5 separate regions of the Mus musculus genome follow, and regions 1, 3, 4 and 5 are each linked to region 2. The links are chromatin contacts, called in public promoter capture Hi-C maps. All regions are on one chromosome and are shown on one strand. Each heading gives the region's core, a stretch centred on a gene start, on an enhancer-like site or on the middle of the called end of the contact. The rest is flanking DNA. Distances are from core to core; before and after follow the strand shown.

The links. Promoter capture Hi-C pulls out the DNA fragments that hold promoters and counts their contacts. Capture Hi-C pulls out chosen DNA fragments and counts their contacts.
Region 1: a contact with region 2 is called in a promoter capture Hi-C map of pancreatic islet. The contact joins the promoter of Cfap65 here to the promoter of Prkag3 in region 2. A contact is called at or near these places in 7 of 39 promoter capture datasets (the HPC-7 cell line, HPC-7-derived erythroid cells, cranial neural crest and 4 more) and 1 of 9 other capture datasets (pancreatic islet).
Region 3: a promoter capture Hi-C map of liver shows a contact between it and region 2. The contact joins the promoter of Bcs1l here to the promoter of Prkag3 in region 2. A contact is called at or near these places in 8 of 39 promoter capture datasets (3T3-L1-derived adipocytes, the C10 cell line, cranial neural crest and 4 more), 15 of 484 Hi-C or Micro-C datasets (cardiomyocytes, cerebellar granule neurons, embryonic fibroblasts and 10 more), 5 of 115 datasets of contacts at active chromatin or transcription factors (the SCID.adh cell line, astrocytes, bone marrow-derived macrophages and 2 more) and 3 of 9 other capture datasets (adipose tissue, liver and pancreatic islet).
Region 4: a promoter capture Hi-C map of embryonic stem cells shows a contact between it and region 2. The contact joins the promoter of Cryba2 here to the promoter of Prkag3 in region 2. A contact is called at or near these places in 18 of 39 promoter capture datasets (the 3T3-L1 cell line, the C10 cell line, the HPC-7 cell line and 10 more), 1 of 15 datasets of contacts at CTCF or cohesin (the NIH/3T3 cell line), 11 of 484 Hi-C or Micro-C datasets (the AML12 cell line, LSK cells, the N1E-115 cell line and 4 more), 6 of 115 datasets of contacts at active chromatin or transcription factors (embryonic stem cells, pancreatic cancer cells and stem cell-derived neural progenitor cells) and 3 of 9 other capture datasets (adipose tissue, embryonic stem cells and liver).
Region 5: a promoter capture Hi-C map of adipose tissue shows a contact between it and region 2. The contact joins the promoter of Plcd4 here to the promoter of Prkag3 in region 2. A contact is called at or near these places in 7 of 39 promoter capture datasets (the 3T3-L1 cell line, cranial neural crest, embryonic stem cells and 2 more), 6 of 484 Hi-C or Micro-C datasets (the G1E-ER4 cell line, bone marrow-derived macrophages, cortical neurons and 2 more) and 4 of 9 other capture datasets (adipose tissue, embryonic stem cells, liver and 1 more).

Annotation. Positions count from the first base shown.
Region 1 is chr1:74,934,155-74,936,854 of GRCm38.p6, reverse strand. It overlaps Cfap65 (cilia and flagella associated protein 65), which reads left to right and starts at 1,256. Exons shown (of 33, transcript NM_001039495.1): 1 at 1,256-1,334.
Region 2 is chr1:74,747,619-74,750,318 of GRCm38.p6, reverse strand. Prkag3 (protein kinase, AMP-activated, gamma 3 non-catalytic subunit) reads left to right here and starts at 1,364. Exons shown (of 14, transcript NM_153744.3): 1 at 1,364-1,501; 2 at 1,808-1,847; 3 at 2,295-2,447. The coding sequence starts at 1,469.
Region 3 is chr1:74,587,026-74,589,725 of GRCm38.p6, reverse strand. Bcs1l (BCS1-like (yeast)) reads right to left here and starts at 1,437. Exons shown (of 8, transcript NM_001305652.1): 1 at 1,333-1,437; 2 at 1-240. The coding sequence starts at 167. It overlaps Zfp142 (zinc finger protein 142), which reads left to right and starts at 1,698. Exons shown (of 9, transcript NM_001310668.1): 1 at 1,698-2,162.
Region 4 is chr1:74,891,676-74,894,438 of GRCm38.p6, reverse strand. It overlaps Cryba2 (crystallin, beta A2), which reads left to right and starts at 1,296. Exons shown (of 5, transcript NM_021541.3): 1 at 1,296-1,362; 2 at 1,548-1,712; 3 at 2,352-2,493. The coding sequence starts at 1,552.
Region 5 is chr1:74,543,063-74,545,762 of GRCm38.p6, reverse strand. Plcd4 (phospholipase C, delta 4) reads right to left here and starts at 1,403. Exons shown (of 18, transcript NM_148937.2): 1 at 1,113-1,403. It also overlaps a transcript of Usp37 not described here.

The DNA.
Region 1 (2,700 bases), core at 7-2,506, 190 kb before region 2:
GTCCAGCTGAGTCAGACTGATTAAAAAAAAAAAAAGAAGAACTTGAAGAAAAACAAAAAAAGGGAGAAATCATTACAGGAGCTCCAAATAGCATCAACGTCATCACGTTCAAAGTACAGCCTTCAGATTCTGAGAAACCAGCGAGACACTCACTGAGTTCCACGTTCCTTAATCCCCAAAGAATTCCAGGCTTAGTTGGGCTGGCATGACTTAACCGACCTCCTGGACCTCCCTTGCAGCAGCCCTGCCCTCCCCCGCTCATGTGATCCCTCAAGCCAACTCAGGTCACTTTGTCACCTCAGTCCATCGCCTACCTCCCACAAGTGAACCCCAATCCTCCAAACTGCTCGTTTATTTTCTGGGTTTGCTTCCAGCTCTCTGAGCTCTCCCTCTATAACCACACCACACCCCTTTCATTCTGAGGAGGAATGGGTTCACTGTTCAGGCAGTAAAACTCTTTAATTGCCGAAGAATGAACTTTGAGATTCTTGGCTTTTTCTACGTCGCCTTCATCCAATGATACCTTTCTCACAGCGTGCACACCAGTGCACAGACAAAAAAGAATTTCTTCATACATTAACTTTTGTCTCTCTTCAAACAAGTTAATTTTCTTTGGTCTCAGACCAAAAGATATCTGGAAGAAAATGCCAAAGGTGTTCTCTTTCGGCAGCAGAAGGAGCACATTTATAAATCCTATGCAGTAAGAAATAACCAGAGGCTGTTTTCAATGAACCATCATGATCATAGGGAATGAGGCTCTGAGTCTAGATCAGTCTACTTCAAGAGATTAGGAATGACTCCCATTCAGGCAATCTATGATTTTTGAGCCCAACAGTAATCTATGAATAAGGTGGTCAAATAAAGTAATTGCCAGGACACCATGAAAATTGGGGGAACCATGTTTACCTTGTCTGGAATGGAAAAAGACCACAGTTGGTACTACAGCAGGGAAAATCTTGGATTCAATACTTAACATAGGGAGATTAAATTTGAGCAGGCATTGACTGGGTGTGTAGCTTAGTGATGATCAAAGCTTTAATTCTTAGCACAAAAAGAAAAAAATATATAAAGAAAGTTAAAGAAAAAAGAAGAAAAAGGAAAGGAAAGAAGAAAAAAGAGAGAAAATAAAGGAAAAGAAATGAAATGAAGAGAAAAACAAAACAAAAAGAAACGGACTCATTCGCTTTCTCTGAACCTTGGCTCTTTTGGGTTGCCGTCGTTGCCATGGGATACCAAAAGACGCTGTGTCCCGAGCGTCCTGTATCTACGGAGACGTTAGCACAGCGTTTGCATGAGTTCTAAACGTTGGAGGCCAGCGAGAGGAACAAGGAACGGTATCTGTACTAAAAACCCCTTTTACAGGAAATCGTGGCGGGTCTTCAGAAAGTCCTTTCGTTGTGGGCGAGATTAATTAGATGCGGGGGCCAGGAGACCCTGAGAAGCCCCATAAGTACATTTTGTTCCCTTCGTTTTAAGGCTTCCTTCCTCAGCTCTACTTGACCACTCCTTACCCTCACCCCTACTCCCGGTTTTTTCACCTGTCGTTTGTAAAATTTTAAGATCAGAAATTAGGCAAATAAAAGAAACTGATAAAATACCCCCACCCCCGAAACTAGAAAATTGGTTTAAAACAAGCCCCCCCCAAACACACACACACACACACACACACACACACACACACACACACACACACACACACACACAACTGCACGTTTTTTCACAGCAAAATGTTGCAAATGACCTTCTCTGTTCCCGGAAAGGCTCCATGCTTCCTGCCTTAAGTCCCGGCTGGACCACTTTTCTACCTTATTTTGTCTCTTCTCTAGCCTTTCAGAGATAGATTGGTGTATTGAGTGGGGACTTTTTCAGAGAGGCAAGGCAGACTGTCTGTTGAATCCCCTGATGTCTGAGAGATCAGGGACTAGGGACAGGACCTAAAGCTATCCAAGGACAGAAAAGTAACAGCTCTCCTCCCCACCCGCAGCTTGCATTTCTTGGGTTCTGTCTGAACACCCACTTTACATTTGGAGGTAGGAAGCTTGTTTTGTACAAGTACCTGCTGTATCAGACCTGTTTGGTAAATGCTCTGTGAGGGAATGCATGGGATGAGGACAGTAACTTGAAATGGTTTCCTCCAGTGTTAGAGAACCTTCTAGGAACAAATGAGCCAACAGAGGGTTTCTCTGGCTGGTGGAGAGAGAATGAGATTGTCTTTGGGAAATGTGTAAACTGCTAAAGGTAATCATGAGATTGTTACATTATAACATGGGGACCTTAATTAACCACCAACTTGAAGAAGGAGATGTTTTAGGTTAAATTAAAAGCAAGTCATGGCCAATCATGATGGTTCATGTCTTTAATCCCAGCGCTTGGAAGACAGAGGCAAGTGGATCTCAGAGTTTGAGACTAACCTAGTCTGTAGATCTAGTTCCAGGACAGCCAGGGCTACACAGAGAAACCTTGTCTCAAAAGAAAAACAAGGAAAAGAAGGCAAATCACATGTAACGATAAACAACTGTAGGGATTAAAATATCTGTTGAAAACCTCACAATACTGTCTGGATTGTTAGTCAAATTGATACTATTTGGGATATGGACAATCTTACTTAAAGAAGTGAAAAAAAATACTAAACAATGTGAAATATAGAAATAAGTTCAAAAATAAGTATTACAGCTTTGCTGTCCAGTGTAGTAGCTACTA
Region 2 (2,700 bases), core at 115-2,614:
GTGTGTGTGTGTGTGTGTGTGTGATATGTAGTATGCGTATGTATTCCCAGAAGCCAGAGGAAGTTGAGTGTCCTGCTTAATCAGGCTCCATCTTAATCTTTCTTGAGACAGAGCCTCTCACTAAACCTAGTGAAACTAGGCTGGAGACCAGCAAGTCCCAGTGATCTTCCTGCTTCCACTTCCACATCCAGCTTTATATGTGGGGACTTGAACTTGGGTCCTCATGCTTACCCAGACAATGTTCTCCCCCACTGAGCCACCTCTCAAGCTCCTGGGCATCCTTACATTGGGTCTTTGTTACAGCAACCAAACGTCTATCCTAACTAATTTTTATTTGGAAATGATGCTACTTAAAACCTAATAGGAATACTAGTTTAGAGACTGACCAGCCTCTAGCAAGGAAAATACTGCACAGTGACAAGCTGTGGACCATTGTCACAAGTTCAGCAAAGACTGCCATGCCTAGACAATAGAGCACAGGCTGATGGACGCTGAGGTGGGCCCATTTGCTGTGTCTCAGAAGTTCCACTATCTGGCGACAGATCTGGTCCCAGGGACACTCATGAAAAGCAAAAGCCCCCCCCCCCCACACAGTTCTTCTCCACCCTCCTCGGAGGCCATTGCAGGTGCTTTGAAGCAGAAAAGAAAATATGTTCACTAAATCCAGCAGGAAACCCAATAGTCCATTCCTGAGTGTCCACTCAGAGGGTCGCGATGGAAGAGACTGGAATGACAAGAGGGAGGGAGGGACAGGGAGAGGAAAGCCAGAGCAGCTGGCTCAGCATTCCCCATTTGGACTCTGACTCAGGCCCTAGGAATGCCAAGGAAGGGGGTGAGGCGCATAGAAGCCAGGCTGGGTTCCCCTCTGGCACAGAGAGATGCAGAGTCAGTACTCATGGTGGGTTAGGGACTGGACTCCCGCACATCCATTCATCCCGCAGGCACAGGTCGGTTCAGGTACTGCTCCCTCTGCACGCAGGTGTGAAGCCCACTCCCTCTGCCCCATCTCTCACCTTTGGGATGACCAGCAGAGTGCCCACCGGTCTGATTCTCCTTCTCCATCTTTCATCTTTCACCTAAGAAGGGAATAGGGTGGCAGGACCCAAAATGGGATGTCTTGACATACTCTGCTCCTCTCTCGGGATCACTCACAACCCCCTTACCCTTCTCTATCCTCGAGTGTATCCTTTCTAACTCATCCCACCTAGGCTAGGGAAGTTTGCATGGAGGAGAAAGTGAAGGAAGCCAACTTTTCTCCTTAAAACTTTCAGTTCGAAGATGAGAGTTCCGCCTCCGCAGCGCCCCCAAGCTGCAGTGCGGGAACAGCTGCGGGTTAAGCGCTCCCTCCCAAGACCTGACAATCAGAGAGAACCCGATCTCTCAAGGGCCTGCCGCCAGGGACCAGCCCAGAATAGTGCCACCCTGCCGCCGCCTGTCGCGCACTTGCTAACGGACTAGAGCTGGCCGCATGGAGCCCGAGCTGGAGCACACATTGCCTGGGGTACCGGGGTCCCAGGGGGCCGGCGCTGGGACAGAGAAGGACAGCAAGCGCGTGGCTGTGTGTGGGCGCCCGTGTGTAGCCCGCGTGCTTGCTGTGCACTGTACTCTGAGTGTGTGAACTGGTCGGTGCTGTGTATGTATGTATTTTGCGTGTACGTGCCTGTGTGAGGTTCCAGGTGTACCAGGGGTGTGCAAGTTGTGCCTATCTGTATACATGTGGTGTTTGGGGTGGGTGTGCTTTTTAAAGGGGACAACCCAGAGACTTGAGAACGGATAGCATTTTCACTTCAGACATTCTCTCCCAAAGACCCTGACCTGGAGCCACAGTGGGGGTCCAGAGAGTCAAGGTGGGTGGAGTATCGCTCCCTGTGGGTCTAGCCTTTTCTCTTTAGCTCCCTTGTCCTCCGTCTTTTTGAACCCCAGTCCTTAACCCCTAGCTTGGCTTTTTTCAGGAGAAATTCTTTCTCCTCTCAGCTTTCTCCCTCTTCTTTTTCCCAATGTGTCCCCCACCTCCCCTTTCCTCTTTGCTGAAGATCTGAACCCCACCTTACCACTTTCCAGCTGTGAAATTTGTGGTAAATTGCTTAACCTCTCAGAGTTTCCGGTCCCTCGAGGCTAAATAGGAATGCTATTCCCATTTACAATACGTATCTTGGAAAATTCCAATGAATAGAAAACAAGAAATATTTGGGGAGGGGGGCTTTGAAAGCTTCCAAGAGGCTCAGTAATGACATGGGACTTGGTTTTGTTGTATCATTTCCTACTAGTCAAAGAGATTCCTTTCCTCCTTCCAGAGATGGACTTCTTAGAACAAGGAGAAAACTCATGGCCCTCACCAGCTGTGGCCACCAGCTCAGAAAGAACCTGTGCCATACGGGGAGTCAAGGCTTCCAGATGGACGAGACAGGAGGCCGTAGAGGAAGCAGAACCACCAGGTTTGGGAGAAGGTGAGGCCAAGGTCAGTTATGGTGACAGGGTCAGCAGGAATTCCAGAGCAGAGCTTGACCTCGGGCCTCTCCATCACACGGACTTAAACACAGTCTCACCTTGTGGCCTCTGCCTCCCTAAACGAGAGGCAATAACTATGTGATGACCCAGGGTCCCAGTGCAGCCACCTTGGGATGGAACAGAGTTGCTGTCAGCTAGGACTCTGAGACTCTTTACCATCCCGGTGCCCCCTGTGCTGCCAAACCCTGAAAG
Region 3 (2,700 bases), core at 188-2,687, 160 kb after region 2:
CTGGCAGGGACTTCCAGTGTGATCATGTAATGGCGCCGGAATGCCACTAGACCCAACTGGGCTCCTTTCCGGGCCATAGCCAGAGCCGTACCCACACCTACCAGCCCAAATCCAGCCCCAAAGTAGGGATTGTCTTTAAGGGCCAGAACAAAGTCTGAAAATGGCATCTTGAAAAGAAGCAGCACAGATGCTTATAGGCTCTGAGGCACTGTCAAAACCGAGGGATGGATTGTAGCAGAACTGGAAGAAAGCATAAGACTAGTATAGAAACTAGACCAGTCAATCTTGCTCCGCTCCCTCCCACAGAAGCAAGATGGACAGGTCAGCAGGACTGTGTTTCAGTGGAGTAGGAATGGTGTTGGAATGCCACAGCAAACACCCCAGGCTCTTCAATCCATTTTGCTCTTCAGTTAGACCTTTTGCCAGAAGGCCATTTTGGAGAGTTTCTCAATTCCAAAAAGCAATGTACCCAGCTCCACATCAGGATACTAGAAAGGCAAGACTCTGGTCCCTGGCAAGAGCTAGACAGAAGGGTCCCCACTGAATGGAATCGGCAAAGGTGATTTTTCCATTGCTCTGTCAATGACCACATGCCTTACCATCAGAAATGTCTTTCAAATATCCTCTCCCTTACACCCCGTTCCTAATGTCCTGTACAGACATTTATTACTTCTCACCTAAACTATTTCTTGCAAGTTATTTTGGTTCTTGAGGTGATATTTGAATGGACCTTCAGCACCTGCATCATCCAAACCCACCAATCCCAGACACGCTACAATTCTGTCACTTGTATTCCAGCACCCTTGGTGCCTTGCTCCCATTGGGTTCAAATACCACAGCCGGATACGCAGGGATGCCTACATTAGAATGCGTACCTTTACTAGCAAATCACTACCTACTTCTAGCTCTCTCAGTTCTGTTGGTACCGAATGACCCCCACCCCTTTATTCTAGGCATTCTTTTTCATTGAGATCATATAGTCTACTTCTTCCACGGAGCCTTTTTCTTTTTCTTTTTTTTTTTTTTTGGAGCCTTTTTCAAATTCAACCCAATTAAGATGTGACTAAGCCTAACTTAAGACAATGCCTAAGGGGACAAAATGGCAATTATTTCCAGAACACCTCTCCTTGCAACACTTCTCCACTGCCACTCCTCTGCCTGGCACACCGGCCCACTGGTGAATTGACAGCCGTGACCTCCGCTAAGGCTCGGAGCTGTGATCCAGAATTCCAAAGCACCTTTGCATGGAGAGCCGCTGACGAAGATCTCCTGGCCCCCGGCTCCCGAACCCTGACACACAGCAGCTGACTCCCGGACACCCTATACACAGACCTGCTCGCGCTTCCAGGAACGTGGGAGAGAGAAATCTGTCACTCCGCCCCCTTCCCTCCATGACTCTCTGGCCCTCACACTCGATGGTTTCGCCGGGCCTACGAAGAGGCAGCGCCGCTAGTCCCGCCCCGGACTGCTGCATCTACTTCCGGCCACACCCACCACGGAGTCCTTGCCACTCTTCCCTGCAATTCTCGATGGTTCCGCTTTGGGGCTTCAGAAGGGGGGTACTCAAGGACATAGAGGGGAAACCATAGAGTAGCACGGGCCTTGAAGAGAGACAGAGTGGCTGCCACACGTCAGATTCCTAGAGGCGCCTGGGCCGGGGGCGGCCACATCAAAGGCCCCCGAGGAGCCACTCCAGTCCCAGTCGGACCATAGAGATGCAGCTCCCGCCAGCCCACGGGTAGGAGGTGAGAGAGCGGCTGTCGGCGGGAACCAGGGGAAGTGCGGGCGCTGTGAGCTGAAGGTAAAAGTTTCTCTAGCTCCAGCTTGAGTGGGCCCTGGAGGTGGAGCCCGCGGGAGGAGGTGCTGCGGGGAGCGCGCCGGTGAGAGGGGCGCGGGCGCATCTCTGCTGGACTCGGGCGTCTCAGTCGCGTCACAGCTCCGGGCCCCGCCCGGGTATCCGCTGCCTCTCCTCAGGACCAGAACCGTGACGATGCATCATCCCAAGCCTTGCAGGTTCCAAAACGCCTTTCTCCTCCGCTGTATCTCGTGACTTGGCTGTCGCCCCACAGTGTAAAAGCTGTCGTCGCCGCCGCCTCCACTTTACAGACAGGAAAGCTGAGGTCCTGAGAAGCGAGGCAAGTGCATCGACTCAAGGCTACACGGTGAGTCAAAGCCCAGAGGCGCGTGGGAACTGAGGTGCCTACGCAGGGTTGCCTTGTTCCCCAGGCTTCGGTATCCCTTGCTTCTCCAGTCTCAAAAGCACGTTACTTCTTTCTGGCTCTCTCCTACCTCCTCCCCCGCATCTTCCTGAGGCCATGTGATGGGCTGGAAGACCGCCTAGAGCAGCAATAATTAGTAGTCCGTGGGGGCTGTGATTTCCAAAAAGCCTCGCTGACCACGGAAGTGCACTTCCCTGCCTCCTTCTTGAATTGCTGTCTGTTCCTGCTGTTATGCTTTTTAAAGACATATTTGTTTATTTTATGTATGTGAGTACACGGTTGCTTTCTTCAGACACAGGAGAAAGGGCATCGGATCCTATTAACAGATAGTTGCGAGCCACCATGTGGTTGCTGGGAATTGAACCCAGGACCTCTGGAAGAGCAGTCAGTGCTCTTCATCACTGCGCCATCCCTACAGCCCTCGTGCTGTTTTTACGTGGAGGGATTCTGTAGAATGAGAACTAGCCACTCTCACCTGGCA
Region 4 (2,763 bases), core at 47-2,546, 140 kb before region 2:
TTGAGACTGATAAAGGCTAAAGAGAAAAACGTACTCGATGGGTGGTGTTTTGTGGCTGGTACCATCTACAGAGTAGCAGAGGAGCTAGCCACACCAAGAATGTGTGGTTAAAACATCCCAGGGAAATCGAAGGGCAAAAGCAAAGGCTCTCGGCCAGCCACGGATGGGTTTAGCAGTTGGTAGAAGGAAGGTGCCAGAGGTTAAGCTTCCGGGAGTTGAGGTAGGGGGTCTGGCAACAGAACAAAAGGCCTCCTGGATGTTCTTAACTATGAAAGTGGCTAGGTGTGGATTTGAAGAAAGCCCCACACCCTGCTGGGCTTCAATTTTTATGTTTGTGTGTGCAAACTGAACCCACCAGGCTGCTGAGTCTATAGAGGAGGCACTTGGCAAACAGGAGTAACAAAATATTTCCCACCCACCTCCTTCCCTCTTCTGCTGGGTTAGCCTCTCTCGTTGTTAAGGATCTGTAATCAGCCTGCCTTCTAAATGACAGCTAAAAGGGCGAGGAGACCTCCTTTGGGGTCCCTAGCCTTTTCTGTCCCATCTCCCCACCTCCCCACTGCTGCAGATTCTGGTGCCTCGGTGGTCCCCGAGAGGGTGGGGGAAGACTGAGAGCCACTTCTATCTAGGACAGTTGAACCCTCTCTTGGCACTTGTATTCTTAAAATCCAGGAAAAAAACAAAAACAAAAACAAAACCCAAAAAACCAAACCAAACCAAACCAAAACCCATGCTAGCGCTCCCGGGTGCTTTTCAGTGTTTAGTGCCGCCTGGCGGCGAGGCCTGGTCTTGACCTCAGTGCCAGAGAAGACTCCTTGGAAAGCTCCGCTCAGGAAGAAAAGGGTAACAGCGAACAGGTCCTGAGGGCCTTGGCGCAGCGTCCTTAGAGAAGGGTCTTCTCTTCCTCCTCCCTAGTGTCCCCCAAAAGCAAGATCTTCACCTAGAGAGTTTTGACTTTGGAAAGAACTGTGCTGGCCAGGCTTACGCAGTCTTAGAAAAGGCTAAACCGTACGCTTACGGTCACGCCTGAGTGTCTGTGCCAGGGATTGCTTGTTCTGCCCCTAGGCTAGGAGTCTCTACCAGGCTTAGACCACAGTGAAAGAAAGCGCAGAGTCAGCCTGGGCTCCGGCAGACACGATGTGCGCCTCAGCACTTTCCGTTGTCATGCATGCGGGCTGGGACCAGATCGGTGACTCCGCTGCCTATGCAGACCAGAGCTGGCCAAAGCCTGCCAGCTGACTCAGCTTGCACACCCCACCCGGATTCCACAGGGAGAGGCAGCCAGACATGACTATAAAGCAGCGAACACCAGGCTCGCGCGCAGCCTCTCCATTTTCCGTCGGTGCGGTGCTCACTCACTCGGTGAGTACTGGGGGGAGAGGGAGTAACAAGGGAACCTCCCCTCACGCCCACCCGCTCCGCACAGCGGCAGCCTGTGTCCGGATCCAGACCCTAGATTCCTCACACCCTACTGGGGATGGGCAGGCTTAGGCTAAGTAGAGTGTTCCCGAGAAGTTAGCCCATGATCTTGCCCTTCTTATCTGCAGCGACATGAGCAGCGCCCCCGCGCCGGGCTCGGCGCCCGTTTGCCTCACACTCTGGGATGAGGAGGACTTCCAGGGTCGTCGCTGCCGGCTACTGAGCGACTGTGCCAACGTCTGTGAGCGGGGAGCCCTGCGCAGGGTGCGCTCAGTCAAGGTGGAAAACGGCGCGTGAGTGATCCTGCTGTGGCTAATGGGCCAATTTAGGGGTTTTCTGGCTTCTCTCCCTTCCACCCTAGCCAAAGTCAGAGCCCGGAACTTCAACCTTCACTCCAGTGCGCCGTAGACAGACTCATCAAGGAGAGAAATCTTTGTCCTCTCCAGTACTCCCAACCCCTCCCCAAGACAAAGGCAAGAAGCAATCGTGGGGCCGCCCTGAAACCTCCACGTTTTCTTTGTGCAGGTGGCTTTGTGGAGACAGATCCTTTGTGCTCTGCCCATCTGGGTATCCTAGAAGCCAGGTTGGGGTCCTGAAGATAGCAGAGGCTCCTTTGCCACTATAGCAGTACAGAGAACGGTTGGCTGCCTATGCAGTCACATAAAACCCAGAAGGAAGTCACTGGTTCGGCGATCTTATTAACCTGAAACATTCCTTCTAACCGCGGGCGATAAACGGGAAACCTGGGCCTTTCTAGCTCAGGTTTGGGGCTTTCAGTTTCCAGAGGAGCTGGGTCTATCTGAGGAATGGTTTAGCGTTGGAGAAATAGTTTGAGTCCCCGGATATTTTCAACCTTAGCAAACAGGGTGATGATGGGGGAGAGGGAGACTGAGCAGATGTTTCCCAGTTCCTCTTCTCTTTTTTTTTTTCAGATGGGTGGCCTTCGAGTACCCCGACTTCCAGGGACAGCAGTTCATTCTAGAGAAGGGAGACTATCCTTGCTGGAGTGCCTGGAGCGGAAGCAGTGGCCACCACAGCAACCAATTGCTGTCCTTCAGGCCAGTGCTCTGTGCGGTGAGCACAGCCAACTCCTCCCCCCCCCCCCCCCCCACACACACACACGCGCGCGCGCGCACACACACACACACCCCAACCTCTGATCTCCTGCCACCAAGCTCCAGGTCCCAACCAAAGTGAGTTGCTTTGAAATACCTACCCACCCACCACCACCCCATGATGTATGAATAAACTCTTGGGTGGGTGGTAGTGGCATTTGTGGACCTATCCCTGCATCAGCACCACGGACAGCACCAAAGACCAGCGGGTTCTGAGCATGCTGGGGTC
Region 5 (2,700 bases), core at 154-2,653, 200 kb after region 2:
TAAGAGCCCTCTGGATGGAAGAAGGGTCCCAAAGAGCTCCTTCAGGGACAGAAAGCATCTCTTTTTCCAGGTGTGGAAAACTATTTGGAATCTTCATATGGCTTAAAACTGCTGTATGAGCCGGGTGTGGTGGCGCACACCTTTAGTCCCAGCACTTGGGAGGCAGAGGCAGGCGGATTTCTGAGTTCGAGGCCAGCCTGGTCTACAAAGTGAGTTCCAGGACAGCCAGGGCTATACAGAGAAACCCTGTCTCGAAAAAACAAACAAACAAAAAAACCAAACAAACAAAAAATTGCTGTATGAAGACCAGAGGCCAAAGTAACAGGTCACTCTTAAATTCCTTGGTTGCTCAGACCATAGTGGGCTGAGGGTGACCTGAGATTGAAGTTTCCACCTTGTAGGCACAGGACTCTGTAGTTGGTCTTGGGATTGGAAGAAAACAGAATTACCTTCTCTGTTCCTGTGTCCAGGAACCTTACATGTCCTGAAACATGGGAAACCTGAGAACAGAGCCCAGGATCCAAAAACAGTTTCCCTAGCCAGCCTTAAAAAACTACTTCTTTCTTGTTGGGCAGTGGTGGCACACGCCTTTAATCCCAGCACTTGGGAGACAGAGGCAGGCAGATTTCTGAGTTTGAGACCAGCCTGGTCTATAGAGTGAGTTCCAGGACAGCCAGGGTTACATAGAGATATCCTGTCTCGAAAAACAACAAGCAAACAAACAAACTGCCTCTTTCCCCCCTGTCTAACCTGTCCCCACTCAAGAGCGGTGGTTTTAGCTTGCGTCTGTGTGTAGTATGGGCAAGAGTGTCAGCAGCACCTCAGGGAAGCCACAGTGTACAAGACCTGAGCTTCATGGAGGAGACTGAAGACCAGAAAGATTGGCTGTCCTGACAGGGTCCTTCAGTGACACAACTGCAATAGATTGCAGGTCTCTCTACAACCGGTGCAGAATTCACCAACTCTTCCCTTAGAAAGGGCCTTCTCCAGAAAGCATGTTGAAGGAAGGCCTGCGATCGGTGAGGGACACCGATGGTCTTTCTCTCCACTCCATTATCTTCTGGGTCCCCTACATACCGCCAAACAACTTCCTTTTCTTCCCGTTGTCTTACCTTTCCCATCCCATGTCTGACTTTTCTTTCTTCCTAGCTCATTCCTTTCTCTCTCACCAGCCTCTCTGCTCCCTCAAGTCAAGCTTTTTGTGTTCTCTTCTTAACCTTCTCCTCCTCCTCTTTCTCCATCACCCTTTCCTGCCATTCCCCTCCTTTATCTCCACTAATTCCCAATAGCCCTGGCTCTCAGCCCCTTTAAGGATTTCGAATCTACAGTCCAGGAGAGAGGGCACTTTCATTTGGACACTCAGTAACATGCCTCTCCTTTCAGCCTCATTTTTCCCTGTATCCTAGGAGACTGACTAAACAAAGTGCCCAAAGAATGTGTTAGAACCTAAGTGTTCCAAGTCTTGGTGTTCCCGCTAGTGTCTGAAAGGAAGGATGGTTACAACGGATGCAGGTGCAGTGGGGCGAGAAGAAACAGAGGATCTGGGAGAGGGGGCACCAGCAAGGACACAAAGGATAAAATTCTAAAAGTAAGAGAGATTGGGTCAGCCAGGCACAGTGGCAATCTTAACACATGGGAGGTGCAAACAGAAGGATCAGGGGCGTTCAAGGGTCATCATTGGCTATATAGGAAGTTGGAGGGTGGCCTAGGTTCAGGGTGGGGGGAGATTAGCACACACACACACACACATATATATATTTAGGATCTTGTACTTCCAAATAGCTTTATATGATCCTCGGAGTTTGGAAGTGTCAACACCAAGTGCCAATGACATTATAGTAGGAAGTCAGCATGTCTCAAATTTCTTTCTGGGAGGTAGGAAGGAAGAGAGCTATTTTGTCTATGTTCTCACTTCTGAGAAGGGTTATGGCTAACCTGTTTCATATAAAGTGGATAGGATGGCTCTGCTCAGAGGTCATAGCCCTTAGAATGTTAGAACTTTAAGGCTCTCTCAAGTCCAGAGACTTAAGCCTAGATCAATCATCTCCATGAGAGCGTTTTAGAATTTGTCAAATTACAGTTTCCAGGGATGAGGAGAACATATTTAGTGGGCACCCTAATAAGCAGTTCTGGCAAAAAGGCAACCTTGGGGAGCCCTAAATCCAAGTCCAGATCAAACAGTTGTCTGTGGCCTTAAAGTCCCATGGCATACAACCTGCTAGTGTACCAAGAACTTGCCTCGGCTTGTTAAGCAGGCAAAAACCAGAGCACAGAATAAACTCAAACCCTGACTCTTTCCAAGGTTATCTTAAAATCATCTCTTTATTACCACGAGTTCAACTGTCTCATGCGTTTTGAACACCCTCATTTGGTAACCCTCAACAGTCTCTTAATGCATCTTCATTGATGAGAATCTATTCTCATTCTGCCTCCCATCTTCCTGGGGTGGATTCACCTCTGAGACACAGTGGCTAGGGTCAGCACTCATTGCCCCGTACAGCTAAGAGGTTTCTCTATAAAAGGGTGATTGACACAGCTAGAAAGAAAATGGTTTTTAAGAGGCAGAGAGGATAAATTCGAGAGAACCAGGAAGGGGGGGGGGGAGTTCTGTGTAGCCTCAGGGTGGGAAAAGGAGCCTAGTTTAACCTAATACAGGTATGCATCTGTAGAGCTGAGTTAGGACTCAGGCAGGACTCAGCT